2 separate regions of the Nomascus leucogenys genome follow, and region 2 is linked to region 1. A link is a contact called in public Hi-C data. All regions are on one chromosome and are shown on one strand. The core of a region is the stretch at or near the end of the contact, and the rest is flanking DNA. Distances in the headings are between cores, read along the strand shown. Region 1 overlaps DAD1 (dolichyl-diphosphooligosaccharide--protein glycosyltransferase subunit DAD1). Region 2 overlaps LOC115832517 (a long non-coding RNA gene).

Region 1 (6,703 bases), core at 2,013-4,512:
TTTCTCATAGTGTGTGGCCACCTCTCCAGTCATTTCTTCGGCCCTAGGAGCTTCTTTTTACACCATGATTTTGTCACTACCTCTGCAGCTTCCCGCCTCCTGCTTCCGGCTTCCGGAAGGAAGCACGCGATGGAGGGGAAATGACAGGGCCAGGAGGCAGTGGTCAGGCTGGGCCGAGTTTCTGACAGAAGCCAACACTTCTGGCCCCACAGTGCTCATGGCCTCCCTGACTCTCCTCACCACATCACAGCTGAAAAGGCTCATGTCTTATCTCCCCTCTCAACCTCTGGGGGCTTCTCTGCTTTCAGAAGGACCCCCTGGAGCCCCTGGCAGGACACATCCGAAAGCAGGGAGCCAGACTTCTGCAGCCCTCTCCAGCGGGCGGTTTCTGCAGGCAGCCATCTCCTCGCAGGCCACAACACCCCACATCACTCCAGGAGGGTTTCGCCACCTTTGAGAAGACAGGAGTCCAGTGTCTGTTCGCTCTGGAAATGGGGGCATGTTCCCATTCCAAAGGTGATAGGATCGGAGGGGAGGATCCTTCCCGTTTTCAAAGCCTTCCTAAAATCCCACTGAGTAGTGGGGAGGAGTGCAAGTCTACCCTTTCCCCGAACCACCCACATGAAATTTAGCAACAACAACAAAAGAGGAAAATATTAGAGGAAGATCATATAAGCGTAAGAAGACAAGGCTGGCAGGACCTAAGACAGTCTAGGTAGATGAAGGAATATGGTTTACGTGATGGGGAGCACCTGGTCTCCATTTCATGCTTCCAGCCTTGATGGGAGGAAAGTAGGTAAACCTTAAAAGGGACTTCTTTCCAGTGGAGGCTGCAAGATTCTATTTTTACCAACCTCTAAGGTGTCCACCTTATCCTCGCCGACCCAAGTTATTCCAGTGATTTACCAAGGGACATGGGTGGAACGACATCCTTATCTGGACTCCTTATTAACAATATCCTACATCTGTACAACACCAAAGCAAACATCAACTCTTTTGATCAAAATGATAAACCCAGGTGGTAGGCAGAGTATTCTCTCCCCTTTTACAAATGAGAAGGCACATGGAGCGGCTTGCACAGGATCACAGTGAACTAGGCCCTGATCCCCACCAGACTCGGATCCGAGGCTTTCCACAAAGCTCTGTGGACTCAGAAATACCAGGTGGTTCCAGATTCAGCCATCAGAGGAAGGAGCATGAATTGACTGGCATTCCGAGGCCCTCTAAGACTAAATGTCTTGTTTCCTGCCTCTGTGGCCCTTCCCTCTTCCTGACTCTGCCTGCCTGGATTTGATCCCCCATCAGGATGAGATCAGAATGGCAAGGCAGAGCTCTGTACCTTTAGGAGGCACTCCCTCAATAAATATTTGATGTCGTTGGGCACGGTGGCTCACGCCTGTAATCCCAGCACTTTGGGAAGCCAAGGCAGGCAGATCACTTGAGGTCAGGAGTTCAAGACAAGCCTGGCGAACATGGTGAAACCCCATCTCTACTAAAAATACAAAAAATTAGCTGGGCGTGGTGGTGTGCGCCTGTAATCCCAGCTACTAGGGAGGCTGAGGCAGGAGAATTGCTTGAACCCAGGAAGCGGAGATTGCAGTGAGTCGAGATCGTGCCATTGCACTCCAGCCTGGGCGACAGAGCAAGACTCCATCAAAAAAAAAAAAGTGATGTTTGTGGTCTCGAAGCAATACTTATCCACTACACAAGCATATGCCAATGGGGATAACTAATATCCAGACACACTCCCCATGGCTGGTCCCTTCGCTGACTCTTAGCTGTCAGATCTCAGCCTAAAGGTCACCTGGTCAGAGAGGTCCTTCCTAGCCACTCTAAGCATTTGCTGTCACATTATATTGTTTACTTTCTTTCCTTCACTCCACTCACGACAAAATTATTTCATTTATGTAATAATTTGGCTCTCTTCCCTACTGGAATTTAAGGCTCAGAAAGCGAGGTGCCTTGTCCGTTCTGATCACTTCTGTAGCACTTAACTCATAGTAAGCAAAAATTTAAAGGAAGGAGTAATAACGAAAGAATGAGCTCTGCCATCAGATGTCTCTTATTTATACCCTGACACTAGATTGGGGTTAAATGTTGATAATCACTGAAGCTGTTAAGACATATGGGAGCTTGCTAGCTTCTTCACGTGCGTGTATACGCACGCATGAGGGGAAATTTCAATTAAAAGTGAAAAACAAAGTTGTTTATCCCTGGGATTTAATAGGCCTGAATAGCAGGTCTCAAAGGGGGCTCCTAGGGAGGTCTCTCCCCTTCTCCCAGGAAGAGCCAGGCCTGCCATTGGCCACCACAGTGCTTTAGCTAAAAGTCAGTGAAATGGATGTGCAGCTGAGGGAGAAAAGCAGTACGTCATGGAATCCTCAGAGCTTCTGGTGAGCACTGAAAGGAATGATACATTTGTAGAGCAATTACATTCAGATATTTTCACCTACGTTTTGTTGGGATAACCACAGTATGAAGTATTATTATCCCCATGCTTATTTTATGATTTATCTCATTCAAAGCCTAACCGCTTTCAGCTAGACAGAAATAAGATTCAAACCTAACACTTGCTAACTGAGTCTCCATTTCCTCATCAGGAAAGTAAGAATGCCGCCCACCTCCTTCACGCAATGATAGGGAAACATTAAGTAACAGGAGGGCGCTTAACAGTTTGCCGGACATGTGGTCCACGCTCACTCACTCCTGGACAGGAAGGGCTGTGTCTTCTCTTTCCTAATGCCAGGCACTACCTAGCACAGAGCCTAAGTGTGTAATTATTTGCTAAATTTTAGAGACAAAAGGTCAACAGACAGTAAGCGGCAGAACAAGTCCTTGAATCAACACTTTCAGATCAAAGTGTTTTCCGCAACACCAGGCTGCCTCTCTGGTGGTTTGAAAATACTTTTTTAAAATCCCATTGACAGAACTTGGACCTACCTATAAAATCAATGTAAGCAAATAAAATATTTTGTTTAGTCCTTCATAAGCTTCCTCCCACTTTTTTCCTACTCTCTCCTCTAAGATCCTTGCTCTAGAAAGTGTTTTCTCCCACAGGAGAAATCCAATTTTTATATTTGTTAAAAAACTTTTACATTAACTGTAGTTATTAAGTCATTTCACACTCAAACTTTTATTATAGACGCCCAGAGCTGAGCTGCAACCCAACAAGATAGGAGAGCAGCAGAGTCTCCCGCTAAGTTTGTAAACAAGCTCCCTGGCCTCTATAACCTCCAACACCAGGGAGCACGCCTCTGTGACCTCCCCAAGTATTTTCTAGCCATCACAACAAAAGTGTTTTGAAGCCCAAGATGAAAGAATGTGATCACAAGAGGCCGAAGGTATAGGCTGCTCAGAGAAGAAAACAAGAGAGATGGTTTCCATGTGATAGGGGCCAGGAAATGTGTGGGCAGGAGGTGCTCAGGGCTGGGCTTCCCACCACTGCAAAGAATGGCAGGGAATAGACTTTCCACAGTGTTTGTGGTGAATGGCTTCCGGCCCCATAAAAGAGCACAGAAAATAAAAATAAACCACCCCATAGAGGTGTTGAGCAAGGGGAAGCAGGAAATGCTAGGGTCTACCTCACTCTCCATGCAGTAGTACTCAAAATCAACTCCTTCAACATACTTAAGCTGAAAAAACACCTAAGAATCAGAAACGCAATGGGGCTTCGGCGTGTGTCTTTAAGTTCAAGACAGGGTCTCGTTCTGTTGCCCAGGCTGAAGTGCAGTGGTGCGATCATGCAGTCTCTACCTCCAGGGCTCAAGTGACTCTCCAAACTCAGCCTCCCGAGTAGCCGGGACTACAGAGGTGCACTGCCACGCCCAGCTAATTTTTTTAATTTTTGTAGAGACAGGGACTCACTGTGTTGCCCAGGCTGGTCTTGAACTCCTGGGTTCAAGCCATTCTTCCACCTTGGCCTCCCAAATTTCTGGGATTACAGGTGTAAGCCACCGCTCGCCTGGCACTTTTTCAGCGTTGTCTTTTGTGTGTGTGTGTGTGTGTGACGAAGTTTCGCTTCCGTTGCCCAGGCTGGAGTGCAATGGCACAATCTCGGCTCACTGCAACCTCCGCCTACTGGGTTCAAGCGATTCTCCTGTCTCAGACTCCTGAGTAGCTGAGATTACAGGCTCATGCCACCACGCCTGGCCTATTTTTGTATTTTTAGTAGAGACGGGGTTTCATCATATTGGTCAGGCTGGTCTCCTGACCTCAGGTGATCCGCCCACCTCGGCCTCCCAAGGTGCTGGGATTACAGGCATGAACCACCATGCCTGGCCTCTTTTAAGAACAGGGTCTCACACTGTTGCCCAGGCTGGAGTGCAGCGGCTACTCACAGGTCCACAGCTAATTCTTCAGTACATGTCAAATTGAGAACCATAAAGCAAATCAACAGAAGCATAAAAACAAGTTACCTATAATGAGCCTTTAACTAAATCTAATCCCAAGACTCCGAAAGCAGTCTGTAGGTTTTAGCCCCAAAGCAAATATTAAAAAGACACACCAAAGAAGAATGTTTCCTGTTGATGGTAACTGGCTTGGGTAAATCACAACCTCTGAGACAATAGCTGATCTAGTAAATGGGAATTTAATACCTGTCCCATGTATCTCAAGATCATTATGAAAAATTAAACAAAACCTATGTATTAAAGACTCTGCAATTACAATGTCTTCCTTCATAAAATTACTCTTATTCCCAGTTTTCAACCCGTGTCTCAAAGTCCAGATGCTTTTCTTATTCAAAATTCCAATTTCTCTAGAATAAAAATTATCCAGAAGCCTCCTGATAAGGTCTGTGACATCTGTATATAAGTTTTAAAACAGATTAGGCCAGACACGGTGGCTCACGCCTATAATCCCAGCACTTTGGGAGGCTGAGGTGGGCGGATCACCTGAGGTCAGGAGTTTGAGACCAGCCTGACCAACATGGAGAAACCCTTTCTCTACTAAAAATACAAAAATTAGCCGGGCATGTTGGTGTGCGCCTATAATCCCAGCTACTCGGGAGGCTGGGGTGGGACAATCGCTTGAACCCAGGAGGCGGAGGTTGCAGTGAGCCAAGATCACACCGTTGCACTCCAGCCTGGGTAACAAGAGCAAAACTCTGTCTCACAAAAAGAAAAAAAAGTGCAGATTAAACTGCTCAATCATAATCTCGGTGAACTAGTATCACTTAAGAATGGCAAACCATGACCCACATAGCCACAGCCAATTTTCATAAATAAAGTGACAGTGGAACATAGCCATGCCCATTTGTTTAAGGAAAAGCTTGCGGACTCCTGACTCAGTGTGTTATCAGTTAGGCAGAGAGCTAGTAAGGAACATACAGGCCCAAGCTTTTCACCAAGTTCCTAGGTAATCTTGAGACACGCCAAAATTTGAGAACCACTGCTCTAGATTAGGGCTTCTCAAATCTTATTGTGCACATAAATCACCTGAGGACCTTGTTAAAATGAAGATTTTGCTTCTGTAGGTTTGGGGTGAGGCCTGTGCTCCCAGGCGATGCCAATACTGGTAGTCAATGACTACATTTTGAGTAGCAAGAATCCAGAGCAGTGTTTCTCCAATTTGCTGTGCTCTGGAATCACCTGGGTAGCTTTACAAACTACAGATGCCACCCCAAGAGATTTTTACTTAATTGGTGTGGGGTGTGGGGTGTGGCCTGGACGTTGGGATTTTCTTTTTACATTACCCAAGCCATGCTAACGTGCAGCCAAGTTAGAGAAGCTCGCAACTCATCATTCTCGGTAGTTGGCTAAATTTAAGTAGTGGCATTCTCAACATAGCTTCCGCCCCATATATAGCAACCCGACAGCACCCAAGATGAAAACAGGGCTGCGAGTATGACACACATCGATATGCCCAGACTTCAGCTTCCACCCAAGCTTTGTCATGAACTCTGATCTTAAGCAAGTCACAAATCTGAGTTTCAATTTCCTCACTTAACTGAGGACAGGAACCCCTAAGATAATTGCAAGAATAAAATGAGAGAATATTTGTGAAGGTGCTTTGGAGAATATTGTATCTTATAAGTCAACACATACATAACCCCCATTTTTCACTCTGTCTACATTGCCTAAGAGAAACATATTTCACTTTTACCACTAAAACATGTTGAAACAGATGTAAATGTGGAAGCACATACTTAGTTCAATTTCTAGCAAGGTGCTTAATGATGCAGTTCCAGGAATGCACTGTCATAAGAGTGGAAGCACCTGTAACAATCGAAGGATTAGTAAAGGATTACCTGCTCCAGGAAGAAGACAAAGGACTGCCATTTCCCAGGGTTGTCAGCACTGCCTTTTGCCATTAACTTCAAATACACTTAATGAAAACAAGGAGGCAGGTTCACAGCTGTAAGTTACCAACTCATAAAGAGTTCAGCACAGAGGACTGAAGAGGAAAAAATGGATTCTGATACCAGTAAAGAATAAAAACAGAGCCAGAGGCATATGGAGGAGTGGCATGGAGTTCTTTAATTTGGAAGGCAAAAGGTTACATTTAATGAAAGGCAGAGGTTGGATTAATAAATGTTTGTTAGAAAGTTGTTCTGACACAGAGTGAACTCTGGGCTTTTCTCCTGCATAAAAAGCAGAACTAGCAGTAAGTGCAAATCTGAAGAAAATCCATGTGTCCAACAAGCTGCCATCTCCAGAACTCTTATCCAGGAAATTCAAAGAGTGAACCTAGAAGAAAAAAGCAG
Region 2 (6,703 bases), core at 1,319-3,818, 170 kb before region 1:
CTCCAAGAAATTACAACCTGTTTCTGTACCTTCACCTTTCCCGAGGAGATAACAATTCACATCCCTGAATAAAAGTTGTTCTATTGAGCACAAAATGAATGCACCCCCCTCGCTCAGCATCTGTGCCAATTGCCTTAAAGCTATAGACCTGGCCTCCGTCAGCCAAGTGAAAGGATTTTCCTCTGTCATGGCCATTTCCAGACTCAGCCTTTCGAGTAGCCACATGGTACCTTGTCCTCCTAATAGGCTCTCAATGATAATTGAATAATTGAAAGGCTCTAATTCTCTGTTGTATTGGCAGCTCCCAAGACTGGGTTGATCACAATCGTCCACAGCAGAAGACAGCGGTGCTGACGGTCAAATGAGCATCAGGGCACACAGCAGAAGGGGAGGGTCAGCCACTGTCCCTGTATGCCCATTTCAACAGAAAGCTTATTTATATGCAAGAGGTGTTCCCCTTCCAGACAGGGTTCAAGAGCACATTGGTCCCTGGAAACTTGAGCAAAGTCTTCATGGTTATAGAAGGGAGTGGCAAAGGACAGGTAGGAGAGAATCAGTTCCACTCCATGCCTGCACATTTCATTTTCTGAAATGAAAAGCTCTCAAACACTCACAGAGATCTGCACATACCCACACATGGAAATAACATAAACAGCTACTCTTTACTGAGCAGTGACCACGTGTCAGGCACAATGCCTAGGGCTTCACATGCATCATCTCTAATCCTCATCGACGTTCTGGGTGTGGGAGTGAGGGCAGCTATTGTTATCCCTGTTTTATGGATGAGGAACCTAAGGTCAGAAAGGCTAAGAAACTTTCTTAAGATTGAACAACTACGGTAGAAGAGCTAAAATTCTAGATGGTTGGATTCCAAAGCATCATCTCTTAACCACTGTACTATGGGGCAATATGCTTATTAGCAAGTGCTCACTCTGTTGGAGGCACTGGGGTTATGAGGTAGTGCAGGAAAGACACAGTTATGAACTTCCCAAAGCTTCGTTTTTACTGCACACACATGCACACAGTGCTACATACACACATGCACAGAGTTACTATAACTGTGGTGTCTTCCAAGAGCCCTGTCACTAAGGTATCCTCAGTGTCCTACTCTCGGTCCTCCTGCACTTGAACCACAGTTTGAATTGTGCATAGGGTAAAGACTGAGGTCTTCTACAGAAAGGCCTAAGCTGCTTGAACTTTACAGACAATTATGTGAGCAATTCAATCTTTTATACATTATGCCGTAGTTACCCAGCTCCTGAACTAGTCATCGGGTATTTTATTTGTTTTTTAACATGGTCAGGAAGTTTCTGTGACTCATTTCTCTACCTTTTCAGAGGAACAAGGTAGGAGAGCAACAGGGGCAGGAACAGAGAGGATTTCAAGCTTGATGAAGGTTCAGGAAGTCAAGTCATAGGTCGACTAGAAGAAATACAGCAGGGGAAGATTTGGGGTGGGGCTGAAGCGCCATTGCTTCCATGACACCATAAGATAAGTGGTGATCTAGGTGTGCAAAGGTGAAACAAAACGAAAGACGCAGACATTGTACTAGTTGCAGATTTTGCCAAGAGCAGATTGGCTGCCAAAGCTACTTCAGCCTTGACTCATATAGATCCATGATCTGGGAGACAAGACAGCGTCCTGCTGTGCTGGACATCTTCCAGTGACATTGACCCAATTGGGGGAACTCCCTGAGGTTAAGAAAAACCTCCCTCCAAGGCTGAGTTAATGAACTACCTAGATGTAAGACAGGAGACTGAAACCATTTAAGTCCCAGGAAAAATGCAGACTTACCTTCTTATGACCTAGACCTCTTTGCAAATCTAATGAAAAAAGTTTGTTATGCACAGATGTTTCCCCCCAATTTTATTTCAGGTGATGTGTGCTCTTTCCTGGACTGCCCCTGAACCTGGAGGTAATAATTCTAGATCAAAGTCTCCCTAGAACCTTGAAAAGCGTGAACTGAGAAGACTGGATATACAGCTCTAGGTAACCAGTCCTCCACTGCCACCACCGTGCTTTCTAATCCCCAGGGGAGCCTGGTCATCTTGCTGGACAATTGCTATTTCTCCTGACAAAATCCAAGTTAGGAAACTGACAGGGTCTTTGTTTCTATTTCTCTCTACGCCTATCTCTCAAGGTGCCCCGTCATTAATGAATCTTAATCCTCACTTTTATTTCTCAACTCTGGCTCTCAATTTCCATTTTCCCACCCCTCATCTGGGGGAGCCATCCAGGAACCCCCTCATTAATCCACAGACAGCCATCTCAGGACTTCATGCTAAGAATTCATCGTTCCCCACTTTCCTGCATTTGAACACTGGAGGGCAATGCTGGACCGGCCAAAGCACTCTAGGTGCTCTGCTCCATCTTTGTCTCAACCTTGCCTGTCATTTCAGGATGCAGCCTCTGGTTGGAAGCCAAAACCAAGGACCAGTGGAGTGCCCATAGGCTAGCAGAGCAGCTAGGTCTATTACAGCAGCTCCCCCACACAGGATCATAGGAATAAAAGGTAGCTCACGGAAAAGCACATCGGGCTTCATGGGTGACACAGTCCCCTGGGAAAGAAACTGAGCGGGGTGCTTGCCTAACTGTGTCATTAACCAGAAACAATCTGTCTCTCTGACTAGGGGATGCAGATTCCTACCTGTCTTCACTCACTCAGATGTAAGGCCCTGGAGGGTAACGTCTTAGTAAGGTCTGCATTCCTGTAGCAGGCAGAGTGTTTGGCAACAAATACTTGCTGGATAAATAAATGGATGAATGCATGTATGGATACATATGTATAAAATGGAACTGGCCATTTTCAGATTTGTTGTTGTTTTCTAGCTCTTATGACACCTAAAGTTTAAATCATTAATCAGTTGCTGAGCATTCTTAGTCTTAAAGACAGCTAAGGATGGTCAGGTGGTTAATTAAATCATGGTTGTCATTGTACAAATGTTATTTCAAACACCACTTCAAGAGTTTCAGGTATCTTATTTTTAGGAAGTCCTTCATTATGTCATCCATGTGTCCTCAGACCTCACCAGCCTGTGGATTACAAAATACAGACACTATTTCATTAATATTCAATTTACAAGAACCTGCAGGCTCATCATGTGGAATATTGAGCATCCATGATGTCCCCAAGTGATTTGTGGGAATTTCATATGCCACAGTGGGTCCCCATGGGCTTGACAGTTCCATGGAGCCAGAGCTCTTCTTCAGGCTGTTTTTCATCATCTTGTGAGACTTTTCTCCAGGCTGCTCTCCCCTCTACCTTCACCACAATGGATCCCATGTTAGGTGGACACGGTCTACTCTCTTAATCATTCAAAGCACTGCTAAATGTTTGAGGAAGAAAGAAGAGCACATTTTGAGACCCAAAACCCAACTTGAGACTCTTTCTACCTCCAAGCAGGCTTACGCATAGCAAAGACCAGCTCAAGGCGCCCAGTAGAAATCTGCAGGCATCTCCATATCTCCAAGTGCAGACAGCAGAGGAGATCTTTTGTTCTCAGTCCAAGACTAGTTCTTTTCCTGCCCTGGGATGATTGACAGTGAGAAAAAACATTTCCTCCAGGGAAGCGCTCTACCTGCCCCTCCACCTTCTCAGATGGGGCCCAACCTTCATGATCCCGACAAAGCAAACCTGGTGCTCAACTGTCTTATTAGATCTTCTAATACTATGTGTGTGACATCAACAGCCCTAACTAAATTCACACTTGGGAAAAATATGCCCCTCATTCTAACTAAACAGACACCACTTAATTTTTCTAACAGAACACTTACTATTTTGATGCACAACACCTGTTTTTAGTTTTATGATGACTTCATAATCTCCAATACAATGAGTGAGTATTTATTTGAAATGAGAATAACCTCATTCTCAACCTTACTTTAGTTTTCTCAACAAAAGAAGAGTGCTCAAAGTTCATCTAGGGTCTTTACCTACAGAAATTCAATGCTGTCAGCAATCTTCAAGGAGCAGCTCTGCCAAAGGGAAAAGAAAGAAAAAAGGAAATCCTGCTTTTATAAGTTATCCCTATTATTAAAATTTCTAACAAATCTCTCCCTACAGTTCAGTTCAAACCTAGGTCCCCAGAGTGTATTGTCCTCATCCTTCTCATAAAAATGCTGTTTAAAAAAAAAAAAAAGAGTCCTTTGACACCTTTCCTGAGTGCAAACAGAGATTGAAAAAAATCATTCTAGGCTGGGCGCGGTGGCTCACGCTTGTAATCCCAGCATTTTGGGAGGCCGAGGCGGGCGGATCATGAGGTCAGGAGATCGAGACCACGGTGAAACCCTGTCTCTACTAAAAATACAAAAAAAAAAAAATTAGCCAGGCTGGTGGCGGGCGCCTGTAGTCCCAGCTACTCGGAGAGGCTGAGGCAGGAGAATGGTGTGAACCCAGGAGGCGGAGCTTGCAGTGAGCCGAGATTGCGCCACTGCACTCCAGCCTGGGTGACAGAGCGAGACTCCGTCTCAAAAAAAAAAAAAAAAAAAATAAAATGAAATAAAATTAAATTAAATTAAAAATCATTCTAAAATAACATTTTTCCATCACTGTCCAATGGGAGGTGAGTTGATCATAGGTGAAGCATGTCCTATTAGTATCTCTTGCTCAGGATGCCTTTGGTGTGAGTAAGGGATGGGTTTCTAGGGTAAAATCTCTGTTCTATATCTGCAAAAAGCAATGTACAGAAATTTCCATAAGAGAGGAGATTGGCAGTCAATACATAAGACTTCATAGGCAGGAAGTCTCCAGGGTCAGTTCCCTGCATTCAAATACAGACCTGCATCAGGGCTGTGATTTCCAGATCCAAGGCTCGGTGAGCGGATAATGCCTAAGGCCTGATGCCAGGCCTGATGTCCAGGTTTAACACTGATGGCAGGCCACAGACCCTCCTGTCTTGGGATTCCGAAAAGCCCAGAATCTTTCCCAGTTCCTACTGACACTCACTTTGGCTCAGGCAAGAAGTGTCTGAGATTGCTTCCCTTGAAACCATAGTCCTTTCTTATAATTCCAAAACCAAGCAGCCCTGTTTATGCTGCTGTGGCAGAGCATGGAATCTTGGTTAGTCCTTCCAAACTGCACACATTGGATTATCCCTGGGGAAATGACCACATTATGCTACTTTTGACTCCAATAAGGACTGTGAGTCCCAAATATTGCTAGTGTGGGAGCCAGGTCTTTCAGGTCATTCACCAGAAATTATCCAACCAGAAAACTTTCTTTCAAGTTCTGTTCAAAGTCCAGGAGTTTGCATACAGGATTCAGATGAGACTTCTAAGAATCACCTGTGTCTTGGATAGAGCACCCTGGCAGCCTCTTGAAAATCAATTCCCTAAAGAAATCTATCTTTTAGAAATGGACCTTCCCAAAGCCAGTGAGAGAATGGGAGGAATATGTGTTTTCCAAAGGGAGACATATATAGACTTTCATATCATTAATTTCTGAAGTCGGACCATGATAAATGTTGGTCAGAGTACAATGCACAGTTGCCCAAAGGAGGGGAAAATTAGCTTGGTTCAGGAGGACTAGGAAAGGCTCCCTGTGGAAGTTTTAGTTAAAGTGACTTAAAGGATGAATGATTTTGACAAATGAGGGATTGGAGAAGGACATGGCGGGCAGAGGGAGTGCAGCTTGAGCAATGTCAAGGAGGGATATAGAACTGTGCTTGGGGAACAGTGATCACTTGGTGAGAGTTGAGTCTGCCTGAGTTGGGGCAGTGGAGTGGTTGGAGTGGTGGGTTGTGGCTTGACTGAGAAAGCTTTTGTGAACCATACTAAGGGACTAGATTCTGTTATATGGGAAATGGGCAGAAATCACAGGCACCTAAGAGTAAATGTGCTTCGAAGCGTGCTTGGAAAGATTACTATGGGTGGGAAGATCAGTTCCAAGACTGGAAACAATGAGATCAGGTGTAAAGTTAATACAAAACTGAGGTAGACATTGAGAAGGATCAGAAGGACTTGGAAAGAGAAAACAGATCTAAGAAATACCTCAAAAATAGATAAATGATATGTGGGGATGAAAGAAAAGGGAGAGATTGTCTCTTCCCGACATCCTGGCTACGTACTGGAAGATTCCCTAGTTCCCAAGCCCCAAGGTCTTACCATTAGAAATCAGTCCTTGCTCATTTGTCCATTAAGGCTTAAGGTGTCAATCCTTCCAGGAATGTTTTTATGTTTCTATGGTCCAAAGGCTTAATCTCCAGTGGCAGAATGCCAGGTACCAATAGAGGAGATTTGGGGGCAGTGGTCTTCTCGGGACCCTCAAAAATCATTACATAGTTGCCCACTCCTCTTATTTATAAAGTTGTTTGTGTGAATAAGCACCCAACTACTTTGTCTGTGCCCATTTGATCACTGATTCAATATGAAATAAAAGCCAAACATCTATATTCTTTTTCTTCTCTGAATAATCTTTTCCCTCTCTTCAGATTTGGAACAAGGAAACCCAGATCCAGGGAAAATATTCTAAATCCTTGACCTCTTTATCCAGTTGGCACCCAGCCCAGTAAAATGGCTTTGGGTACAATGTTCCCCCAACAGCAGGGACAGCCTTCCTGGGAGTCTTGGGTAGGCCTGTCCAGGGCCACCGTGCAGCACACATACATCTTCCCAACCAGCTCTACTGTCACAAACACCATCCACACTGTCATGGGCAAGCCTCTGGCCACCAATGCCACCCCACCTGCTCTGGTGTGGGCACACC

Evidence for each region. Hi-C and Micro-C count contacts between places; a contact is called where the count stands out from the background.
Region 2: a contact with region 1 is called in a Hi-C map of a lymphoblastoid cell line, with 13 times the contacts expected there. The contact joins two enhancer-like sites. A contact is called at or near these places in 3 of 4 Hi-C or Micro-C datasets (a lymphoblastoid cell line and an unstated tissue).

Annotation. Positions count from the first base shown.
Region 1 is chr22a:40,735,585-40,742,287 of Asia_NLE_v1, reverse strand. DAD1 (dolichyl-diphosphooligosaccharide--protein glycosyltransferase subunit DAD1) reads right to left here. Exons shown (of 3, transcript XM_003260920.4): 3 at 6,454-6,686. Among named protein-coding and RNA genes, the nearest start is that of DAD1, 27 kb to the right of the region's middle. Within about 2 kb of position 3,262, the one cell type or tissue checked has an H3K27ac peak away from gene starts, as active enhancers do. A contact at or near this core is called in a lymphoblastoid cell line, where this site is marked.
Region 2 is chr22a:40,906,371-40,913,073 of Asia_NLE_v1, reverse strand. The region is part of intron 2 of LOC115832517 (a long non-coding RNA gene); the gene reads right to left. It also overlaps LOC101176513, LOC101179412, LOC115832515, LOC101179644, LOC101175986 and LOC101179288, and 2 more genes. Among named protein-coding and RNA genes, the nearest start is that of DAD1, 200 kb to the right of the region's middle. Within about 2 kb of position 2,568, the one cell type or tissue checked has an H3K27ac peak away from gene starts, as active enhancers do. A contact at or near this core is called in a lymphoblastoid cell line, where this site is marked.